Regions from separate parts of the Mus musculus genome. Here region 2 is linked to region 1. Evidence: chromatin contacts called from public HiChIP or PLAC-seq data. All regions are on one chromosome and are shown on one strand. Each heading gives the region's core, a stretch centred on a gene start, on an enhancer-like site or on the middle of the called end of the contact. The rest is flanking DNA. Distances are from core to core; before and after follow the strand shown.

What was found. HiChIP or PLAC-seq counts read pairs in DNA pulled down with a chosen protein or histone mark.
Region 2: a contact with region 1 is called in a RAD21 HiChIP or PLAC-seq map of pro-B cells, with 2.3 times the contacts expected there. The contact joins two enhancer-like sites. A contact is called at or near these places in 1 of 15 datasets of contacts at CTCF or cohesin (pro-B cells) and 5 of 484 Hi-C or Micro-C datasets (CD8 T cells, LSK cells, embryonic stem cells and 2 more).

Annotation. Positions count from the first base shown.
Region 1 is chr10:118,596,980-118,601,965 of GRCm38.p6, forward strand. No RefSeq gene overlaps it. Among named protein-coding and RNA genes, the nearest start is that of Ifngas1, 43 kb to the left of the region's middle. Within about 2 kb of position 2,857, at least 46 of the 459 cell types and tissues checked have an H3K27ac peak or open chromatin away from gene starts, as enhancers often do. A contact at or near this core is called in pro-B cells, where this site is marked.
Region 2 is chr10:118,664,580-118,669,687 of GRCm38.p6, forward strand. No RefSeq gene overlaps it. Among named protein-coding and RNA genes, the nearest start is that of Gm33337, 49 kb to the right of the region's middle. Within about 2 kb of position 1,597, at least 12 of the 459 cell types and tissues checked have an H3K27ac peak or open chromatin away from gene starts, as enhancers often do. A contact at or near this core is called in pro-B cells, where this site is marked.

The sequences.
Region 1 (4,986 bases), core at 1,607-4,106:
TAGCTCAGGGGATAGCTACTAGCTACTGAATATTGCTAGGGAGACATTTACAAGACAGTATTTGGTAAGTGGATTTTCATACACATTTGGTAAGTGTTCATTGTTAGAGCTCAATGGCACCGTAAATGAGTTTGGAATTGAATTCAAGGACCCCGATATATGCAGAAGCAGGGCTTATCCTTTTCAATAACGAAAGCCTGCCCAATAGTTGATGCTTGAAAAACAGACAGACGCTGTGTTCCACTCACCAGAGGTCTTAGGATCCCGTGGGGAATCCTGTGTGGGCCCTTGCGGGTGTCGGGCGACTCATGAAACTCAAGAAAAATGAAGACTGAAGTGTGGACACTATGCCCCTCCTTAGAAGTGGGAACAAAACACCCATGGAAGGAGTTACAGAGACAAAGTTTGGAGCTGAGACGAAAGGATGGACCATGTAGAGACTGCCATATCCGGGGATCCATCCCATAATCAGCATCCAAACGCTGACACCATTGCATACACTAGCAAGATTTTATCGAAAGGACCCAGATGTAGCTGTCTCTTGTGAGACTATGCCGGGGCCTAGCAAACACAGAAGTGGATGCTCACAGTCAGCTATTGGATGGATCACAGGGCTCCCAATGGAGGAGCTAGAGAAAGTACCCAAGGAGCTAAAGGGATCTGCAACCCTATAGGTGGAACAACATTATGAACTAACCAGTACCTCGGAGCTCTTGACTCTAGCTGCATATGTATCAAAAGATGGCCTAGTCGGCCATCACTGGAAAGAGAGGCCCATTGGACTTGCAAACTTTATATGCCCCAGTACAGGGGAACGCCAGGGCCAAAAAGGGGGAGTGGGTGGGTAGGGGAGTGGGGGTGGGTGGGTATGGGGGACTTTTGGTATAGCATTGGAAATGTAAATGAGCTAAATACCTAATAAAAAATGGGAAAAAAATTCAAAAAAAATTAAAAGAAAACAAAAAAAGAAAAACAGAGATAGTCATTGAAACCTGAAGAAGTAATATAAACAAATTTAAAATTCATCGAATGGATTTTCTTCCAATGAGTTCATTGTCATATAGAGTTGAGGGTTTGTGTAATTGAAAAAAAGCAAGCATCCATTGTGAATCTACGTTATTACTTTTTAATTTCATTTGCTTGCGTGTGCGTGCCGGTGTGTGTGTGTGTGTGTGTGTGTGTGTGTGTGTGTGTGTGTGTGTGTGCGCCAGCTGAGCGTATTGCTGTGCCCATATAATCCCAATACTCTGAAGTCTGAGACAGGAGGATTACTGTGAGTTCAAGGTTAGCACAGGCTATACTTTGTGAGTTCTAGGCTATCCTGGACTACAGAATGAGAGGCTCTCTCAAAAGAAGAGAACAAGAGGGAGCCAGCGGGATGAAGGAGATTTCAACAGAGAGCTTGCTTTCGTCACTCCCGGTCAGCTTTCTCTCAAAACTGTAATAAAGCAGGTGACGGTGCAACAGTAGAAACTCCTCTTCAAGGACGACTTGGGAGCTGGCAGTGGTGGCAGGCACACACACACACACACACACACACACACACATACACACACACACACACACACACACACAGAGGAGGGCACACATACACACACATACATATAGACACCCACCCTGTGCACACACACATACCACCCCTACACACACACACACACACACACACTGTATGACTTGGTGTGGGGGCTGTGTGAGCTGTCTTTATCCCCCCTGTTTCCTGAAGCGTGGCCCCCACAGGGGCAGGTACTGCCTGTGAGGTGGGATGCTCACTCCACTGCTCTCACTCTGCTCATTACCTCAGTGATAGGCCCCCGGGGAGATGCTGGCTTCCATCTGCTCTTTAGGAACGTCCTTGTGTAGGAGCGAATTGTGTCCTAACTTGGGTTATTAATTTTTATAGTGAGATCTCAGGGAGGTTATACTGAGTTTACACATGGAAAAGTAGGTAGAAAGTTGAAGGTTTTTCTCCAGTAAAACAGGAACACTCACTACCCCACTATACATACATACATACATATACATACATACATACATACATATATTCACATATGTAGACACACATGCACGCATGTCCAAGTGTGCACACAAATGCACCTATTTTCCCTAGACAACTATATAATGTAGTAAATTACTATAAGTTGTGCTTGTGTGTGTGTGCAAGTATTTGTGCATGTATTTGTGCATGCATGTTCCTATGTGTGTCTATGTGCCTGAGTGCATGTGTTTGAGTCTTTTTCAGGCTTTGCTTCTGAGGATGATGAACACAGAGAATGATGGAGTAAATGAGCCACTCCGGGAGAGTGAGCAATGAATACCTGGGCACGTGCCTGAGATTCAACTGCCACATCTGTACTTGAGTAAAGCCTTGTGGTACACAGTGTTACCTTTATCATCAACATCATCATTGTCATTGTTATCGTCATCATCATACCTTGTATCTCTATATCACCTCTTGCTTGAAAACAGACATTTCAAAAATACACTCAGGCCTTGTCACAGATGTGGGTGGCGAGTGTTATTCTAATCTCTCTCCAGATGAGAAGAGCATAGCCCAATGCCCAGGGAGCTAAAGGAAGCGTTGTAAAACTGAAGCTCAAGCTGACCTGATATAATTTGTTGAAGTGGGTACTGATTTTTTTCCCAGTTTTTTGTTTTTTTTTTACTGAAACATGACCTATGCCCCATAAATTTACATTTTGAATCTGCATATTAGTTATTTTTAATATTTTCGCAAACTTGTGTGCCAAAACCACTATCCAAGAATATTGTTATAATCTCAGAAAGAAACCCCACATACATGTGGGGCCAGTGACCATTTCCTTCCTTTCTCAGCCTCTGGCAACCGCAAATCTACTTTCTGTTTCATTTATTTTTGTCTTTTGCCTGTTACAGAGAGCCGATACAAAAGGCTCCTACATTACCTGACCTTGTGTCTGGATCCTTTAACTTAGCATAGCATTTTCAAGACTCATTCTGACTTATGACCGAGTAAATCCCCTGCCCACCCCCCCCCCCAACCCCCAGTTGTATCGATAGACTGTATTTTGTTTGTTCACGTTTCAGTTGATGGACATTTGGGTTGGATCTACTCGGAGACTATTAAAATAATGCTTCTGTGAATATTTTCTATTTCCTGGAGGGGGGGGATGTCAACAAATGTCTATTCACCCATGATGACAGCTAAAGAAATTGTCCCGTCCGAATCTCACTTAGAAAAATGACAAGCTTATTGGGGACACCGACAGGAACATGGAAGACACAGGCAAAGGTTCCACTGGGAGCTCACTGCACCACGAGACGTTCTGACCCTGAAAAGCTGCATCTTTGGGGTTTCCTTCCTGTGTATGTGTTCAAAACTCCACCCTGCCCTCCTCATCCCATCCTTTTTGACCTACTTGAGTCTGGCCAGCTTTTCTTTCCTCTAAAGGAAGGAGTGTTTCAGTTTGGAGGATATAATGGTGCAACATTAGTGAACACGTTTTCTGTAGACATGTTTTCAGGCTTCTTGGATGTGTATGCAGTTGTGGAATTGCTGAGTGTCAAAGAACTCCAGTCTTTAACATTTTTGAGGAATCGTCAGAGGGCTTTATTTAGAGCAGTGGTTCTTAGCTTGTGAGGCTCAACCCCTTTGAAGGTCGAAGGACGTATTCACAGGGATCACATAAGACTATGGGGACACACGGATGCTTACACTATGCTACATAACAGTAGCAAAGATTACAGTTATGAAATAGCAACAAAAGTGATTTTACGGCTGGGGGTCACCACAACATGAGGAACTGTATTAAAGGGTCGCAGCATTAGGAAGACTGGGAGCCACTGGGTTTGAGCCTGCAGATTTGAATTCCCTCCCATGCTTGTGTAAGTTCTGAGCCTTTGAACCCTCAAGAGCAGCATTTTTTTTATCTACAGTTGTGACAATTACCCATCCTACTCAATGTAATAGTACTGATTGTTAAACAATAGGTGATTTTTAAAATATTGATTTTTTAAAAAATTATTTCAATGTGTGCATGTGCGTATGTGGATCTGTATTTGCGTATGTGAGTGCAGGTGCCTTTAGAGGCTGGAGCGGCTGGATCTCCTGCAGCTGGGGTTACAGATGGTTGTGAGTCACCTGGCTGCTGTGAGCTGAGAATCCCAGGGGGCAGCAAGCGCCTGAACAGGTTAGCCATTTCTCTGGCTCCATTGGATGATCTGTTGAAAGGGGTGTAACTTGAGCTGTCACTTCCTGGTTGGGAATGGGTAAACTGATCTGTGGAAAGGTAGCCACTTTCTGACTCTCCAGATTTCCTGGCTTCCTGGCAGCTCTGCTCCACAGAAGAGAAGGGAAGGTGCTCAAGGCGTCCTCCAGCCCCGGCCACCCCCAAAGCCCACGCTGAGTGTGTAGGGACGATTTTCCAACTTCAGTTCCCAGCTCCACGCAGACATGCTGCCATTCCCCCTGAGCTCAGGACATGGAAAGTCCTCACTTTCTTCAGCAGGTCCCGGGATACTCCGCTTGCATTGGATATGTTACTGATGAAACATCTAACGTAGCAAATGCACTGGCCCCGCGGTATCCTGACAACCCTGTAACTTGTGTTGTTTTTGACATGTTGATTCTGGTGACAAGGAGGTTGAAGACGAAGTGTAGAAGGTCAATTTCCTTCTCCGCATAGCTGACTGCGGTGGCATAGGCTGGACTGGGGAGGGAGTAATGTCCGCCGAGCCTGCCTGGCTCTTGTAGCCATTTATCATTGTATCAATGCGGGGACAACATTCCTGGCAAAAGTGACTAGAGGAAGGACGCATTTGCTTTTGCTCATGGTTTCAGGGTATCGCCCATTCGTTGTGGGAAGCCACAGCAGGAGAGTGAGGCAGCCGCCATATTGCTTGCATCCTTAGTCAGGAGCAGAGAAAGCCGAACGCTGTGTCCACCTGGCTTCCTCCTTCGCCTTTTGATTCAGTCCTGGGTCCACACATTTAAGGTGGGCATTCCCTGCT
Region 2 (5,108 bases), core at 347-2,846, 66 kb after region 1:
ACGAGCGTGGCAAGCATGCTTGCAGTCGTCATGATGTTTGTGAACTCACATTTAAGAACAGTCTGCCCAGAGACCTTTTTCTAGACGTACTCACTAGAAGTACATAGCTTAAAAATTGATTTCACAACTCAGGGGTCTGAAAGCTATGTATTAGAAACCTATTCTTCCTGACTTACAATAGAATGAATTAGTTGACACTGATTAGCACACAGAATCACGGGAAAGGATGGGGACCCCAACTTTTGGAACAGACAGGAGCAAGGGAGGGGAGGCAGGAGGCAGCAACAGCATGCCCTGCTATAAATCCCGCCCAGGGCTGACCTGCTGCTCACACTGTTCCCTGCTCACCACAGCTTGCTGTGATCCTGCCAGAGACAACTCTGGAAGCCTCCACAGCGTTGTCTAAGCGTTCCTGTCTCACAGAACACACTGGCTGTCCCTGCTACTGTTACCACTGGGATGCATTGCTCATCCCAGCTCCTTTGTTGCTGTAACTCCTGACTCCAATCCTATGTCTGGGCTTGGATCAGCTAAACCTTAGCCACATGATCATTCTAGTCGCATAGGAAGGTCAGAAAAGAAGCATCCAATGTCTGGACAGTTCTGTAACAGCACAGTGGCCAGGACTCATAGAGAGGGACCTTTGATGAAACACCCGACAGTAGGGAGAGGGAACTTATAGAGCCCACCTTCAGCAGGAAGACAGGACATCAGTGAAGTTGCCATCCCACAGTCACACCTTTGACCCATAACTGTTTCTGTCTGAAAGAATTACAGGGATGAAAATGGAGAGGAGCCTGAGAAAAAGAAGGTCCAGCGACAAGCCCAAAGTGGGATCCAGCTCAAGGGGAGGTCCCAAGGCCTGACACTATTACTGAGGCTTATGGAGTGCTCACAGAAAGGAATCTATCATGACTGCCCTCTGAAAGACCCAACAAGCAGCTGAAAGAGTCAGGTGGAGTTATTTACACCCAAACAATGGACCCCTCTTGTTGAATTAGGGAAGGCTGAAAGAAGCTGAGGAGGAGGGCAACCCTGTAGGAGGACCAGCAGTCTCAATTAATCTGGACCCCCTAGAGCTCTCAAACACTGGACCACCAAACAGGCAGCATACAGCAGCTGATATGAGGCCCCCAACACACATACAGTAGAGGATTGCTGGGTCTGTGTTCATACAGAGATGGTGCACCTAATCCTCGAGAGACTGGAGGCCCCAGGGAGTTTAGAGGTCAGGTGGGGTGGGGGGTGAGGGCATCCACGTGGAGACGGGGTGGGGTGGGGGGAGGTGTGAGATGTGGAGTAGACGGAGAGTGGATGGGAGGAGCGGGGAATGGAATAGGGAGTGTAAAAAGTGAATTACAAATAAAATTAAATTAAAAGCAAGTCATGTCATAAAGAATTTCTCCAACATAGGATAGTAATGAAGTCAAAGCCTCTTCCCCCCCACAGAAGTACTAAGTACCACTCCATCTTTTATACAGTGACCTCCACTGGGCTTAGTCCTCTGCACGAATCCTTTCATATAGTGGAGTGTGTGTAGCACACTTGTTCTCTTCTTATAGGAGGAAACGGAAGTTTACAAAAGTTAGAAGCACCGCATATCCCCAGAAGCAGTGTGGTCTGGAGCTAAGCCTCTAACCAGAGTCCTGACCACAGAGCCAAGCCTAACAAACCCACCTGCTGTGTTTCCCCAACTGCCTATACCACCTCCTTAGGGTTTGGATAAAGAGCTTTTCTTGCCTACTGCTGAGACACTGGAGTCATCATTAAAATTAAACTTCCATTGTAAGTGGTCTTTACAAATGACCATTAAAATTCAGGAAACTGTGCTAAGTGTCAACTCAAGCGGACTGGTTGCTGCTCATTGCTGGTAACATCCCCACGGTGCATTTCACTCATTAAGCACCTTTTGCAATGCCATCCTCTTAGCTTGCCTAACTAACACCTGTTAGGAACGAATTCTCAGGGACAGCATTGTCAACCAAGCTATCTGTGCTTCCCTCTTAGTGGCAAGGATAGGGAGCCCGGGGAGAATGGATCATGGCCTAAGATGAGCCACATGTATTCAAAAGCACGAATGGACACATTAGCATTAGGCTAGATCCCAAATCTACCTTAGCTTTTTTGCTAATCCCTTTTTTGAGACAGTCATATATAAACATCCACACATAAGCACCAAGAAAAAGACTGCCTGCCATATAGGTTGTAACTGTAAATAAGCCACTTCAAAACCAAAGGTGCTAGGTGGTGAGGTAGGGTGTTTTGTTTTGTTTTGTTTTGTTTTGTTTTGTTTTGTTTTGCTGAGAAACCCATTGCAACCAAACTGGGAAGACATAGCTGTTTGGAAAGGGGCATTAAAATGAGCAAGGCTAGAGATACCATTCTGCAGTGGGAGAGTCCCTGTTACTACTGTCGGCTGAATCCAGTATTGGAAGGAAAAATAAATAAATGAAAGAAGGATGGAACAAGGGAGGGAGGGAGAGGGAGGGAGAGGGAGGAGGGGGAGGGGGAGGAGGAGGGGAGGGGGAGGGGGAGGAGGAGGGGAGGGGGAGGTGAGGGGGAGGGGAGGGGGAGGGGAGGGGGAGGGGAGGGGGAGGGGAGGGGAGGGGGATACTGTGTAGATACCAAAATAGCAAAGAGAGGTCTCTGAGGAACAGGACATGCTGAGGCAGCCACCTAGGGAAGGTCCAACCTGTGCCCTGGCATGGACAGTACTTATAGCTAGCTGCTTGTCTTTGGGGACAAAGGACCACAGCTCGAGAACTTCAGATAGATACCAGGAAAACATAGAAAGGAAAATGAAGTGTAGAGACAGACTGTGGTGAAGGAAACTGACATATCTACGAGAAGACGATCCATCCGAACAAGAGTCCCGTGATCACAATCAAAATCTGAATCACCATAGGTGATTGTGCGGTTTCTTCTCTAGTTGCTTAACAATCCTTATTACAGAACTTGAGCCGATCAGCGAAGTGTTCCCGCAAGTCTGTTTGGTACAAGAATGTCAGTTTAGTTGTTTCTCACTGAACTTTCTCTCGAGCCTCATGAGATTTGTGCATCTTGTCTTCGGAGGCTGTTCTGCCTCTTTGTCTAAGCTTTGCGATGACTGTAGGTTCCTTTCCACAGTCTAGAACTGTGAGGTGCCGTCACTGCCACGCAACATTGGCAAGAGAAAAAGATGATGTTGAGAATGGAATTCCCTTCCTGTCTATCTTTACCCGAAGAAAACCTCTTAAACACGCGTTGCCCAAGAACACTGCGGGGCTCCATTTTAGGCTAATTGGCCTAGATTTTCATAGGCGCAGCCTGACACGTGTTTAAGGCCAGGCAATAAATGCGAAGCTTTTGTTGCTAGAGCAGCTAGTTAGCACAGGGACAGCAGTGCCTCCCCCATGGGGGTGCCATGCATTCTCCCAAACGCATGGTATCTGCTGGCAGGAAAGGTCAATTTTTGAAATTGGCCCCAAATTTTCCCTTCCTTTTGACACTTCCTTTCCTAGTCACAGCCTGTACACCTAGTGTGATGCAAAGTGTCCTTGCAGTAGGGAGTACAATGAAGTCATTTCAGTAAGAATGAGATGAAACAAAGATGCTCACTCCACCCACAATTCCGTTCTCCTCTTTTCTCCAATCTGCCAACACTTGTTCTTTGAGTTCCCAAGTATCTTTTGTGAACCAGTTAGCTGCTTTGGTTCCCACAAAAGGTAAGTGTCTTTCTTTGCTTTCTCAGACCCCCCTTTGTCTTTTGTCCCCGGTGGCCAGTTCAAGACTCTCGATGTCAACAGAGGCCATCACACCCAGGACCATGTAACCCTGGAGGAATGCTTTCTAAGTCCATCTAGCCAAAGATCAGGGTAGTGTTATCCATTGGGCCTCTGCATTCCAGACACTGTGTGGACATTGAGGGGTCCTTCCCCCAAATGGGCTCTGCTTTGCTACTTGGACCCCTTAAGGGTGTGTGTAGGGGGCAGGATTCGATTTGAAAGCAGCTTTTTAAACCATGGAGCTGGAGAAATAGCTCCAGGACTATCTCACATCTCTAGCCTCTGTGGGCACTGGAACTCACAGGCACATACCCCCCCCCATATATATAAGTTAAAAGTAAAAAATAAATCTTATAAGATTGTGACTTACAGCTTGCCAGGAAGACTCTAAACTGCTCTGAAAGCTACGTCGTCAGTGTGCTGAAGCATCCTGCCCCTCCCAAGACCTCAGGCCTCTTTGCTCTGTCAGGAGATCTTCCTGGCAGGCCAGGCAGGAGAATTCCTAATGGAAAATGCACACCAGTGCACATTCATTCAAACAGACTGACTAAAAGAGAAGATGCAATCCCTCCTCTTTGTGAATAACAGGTTTCATGAATAGCTGATCTCCCAACCCCAGTCTTAGATATTCTACTCTATCAGTACTGGTGTTTTGTTAGCTGAGCTGAATATTTCTCTAAACTTTCTTACTATATTAACAGTCACAATAGAACCTATCAACGTTATATGGTCCCCTTCTCCACACTGAATCTAATGTAATGTCTCTTATACTACTGTGCTGGCTTGTCTTATGTTATGTTGACACATAAACTAGAGTCATCTGAAAGGAGGGAACCTCAACTGAAAAAAATGCCCCCATAAGATCCAGCTGTAGGGCATTTTCTTAATTAGTGATTGATCAAGGAGGGCCCAGCCCAATGTGGGTGGTTTCATCCATCCCTAGGCTTGGTGATCCTATAAGAAAGCAGGCTCAACAAACCATGTGAAGTAAGCCAGTAAGCAGCACCCTCCATGGCCCCTGCATCAGTTCCTGCCTCCAAGTTCCTGCCCTGCTTGAGTTCCTGTCCTGACTTCCTTAAGTGTAAGCCAAATAAACCCTTTCCTCCCCAACTTGCTTTTTGGCCATGGTGTTTTGTCATAGCAATAAAACTACCTATTGACTGAGACAACCGCCATTGGGTTGATCTGGCAATGACTCATCTCTTGTAAACCAAGAGAATCTCAAGAAATGGTTGTCAAGGTATTCGTAGGCACAGTACAAGAGGCCTCTGCCTGCCCGAGAAACACCTGAGCTTTGTGTCATGCGTTTGCTCTCTGGAAACTTCTCTGATCACGTGTCTTGTA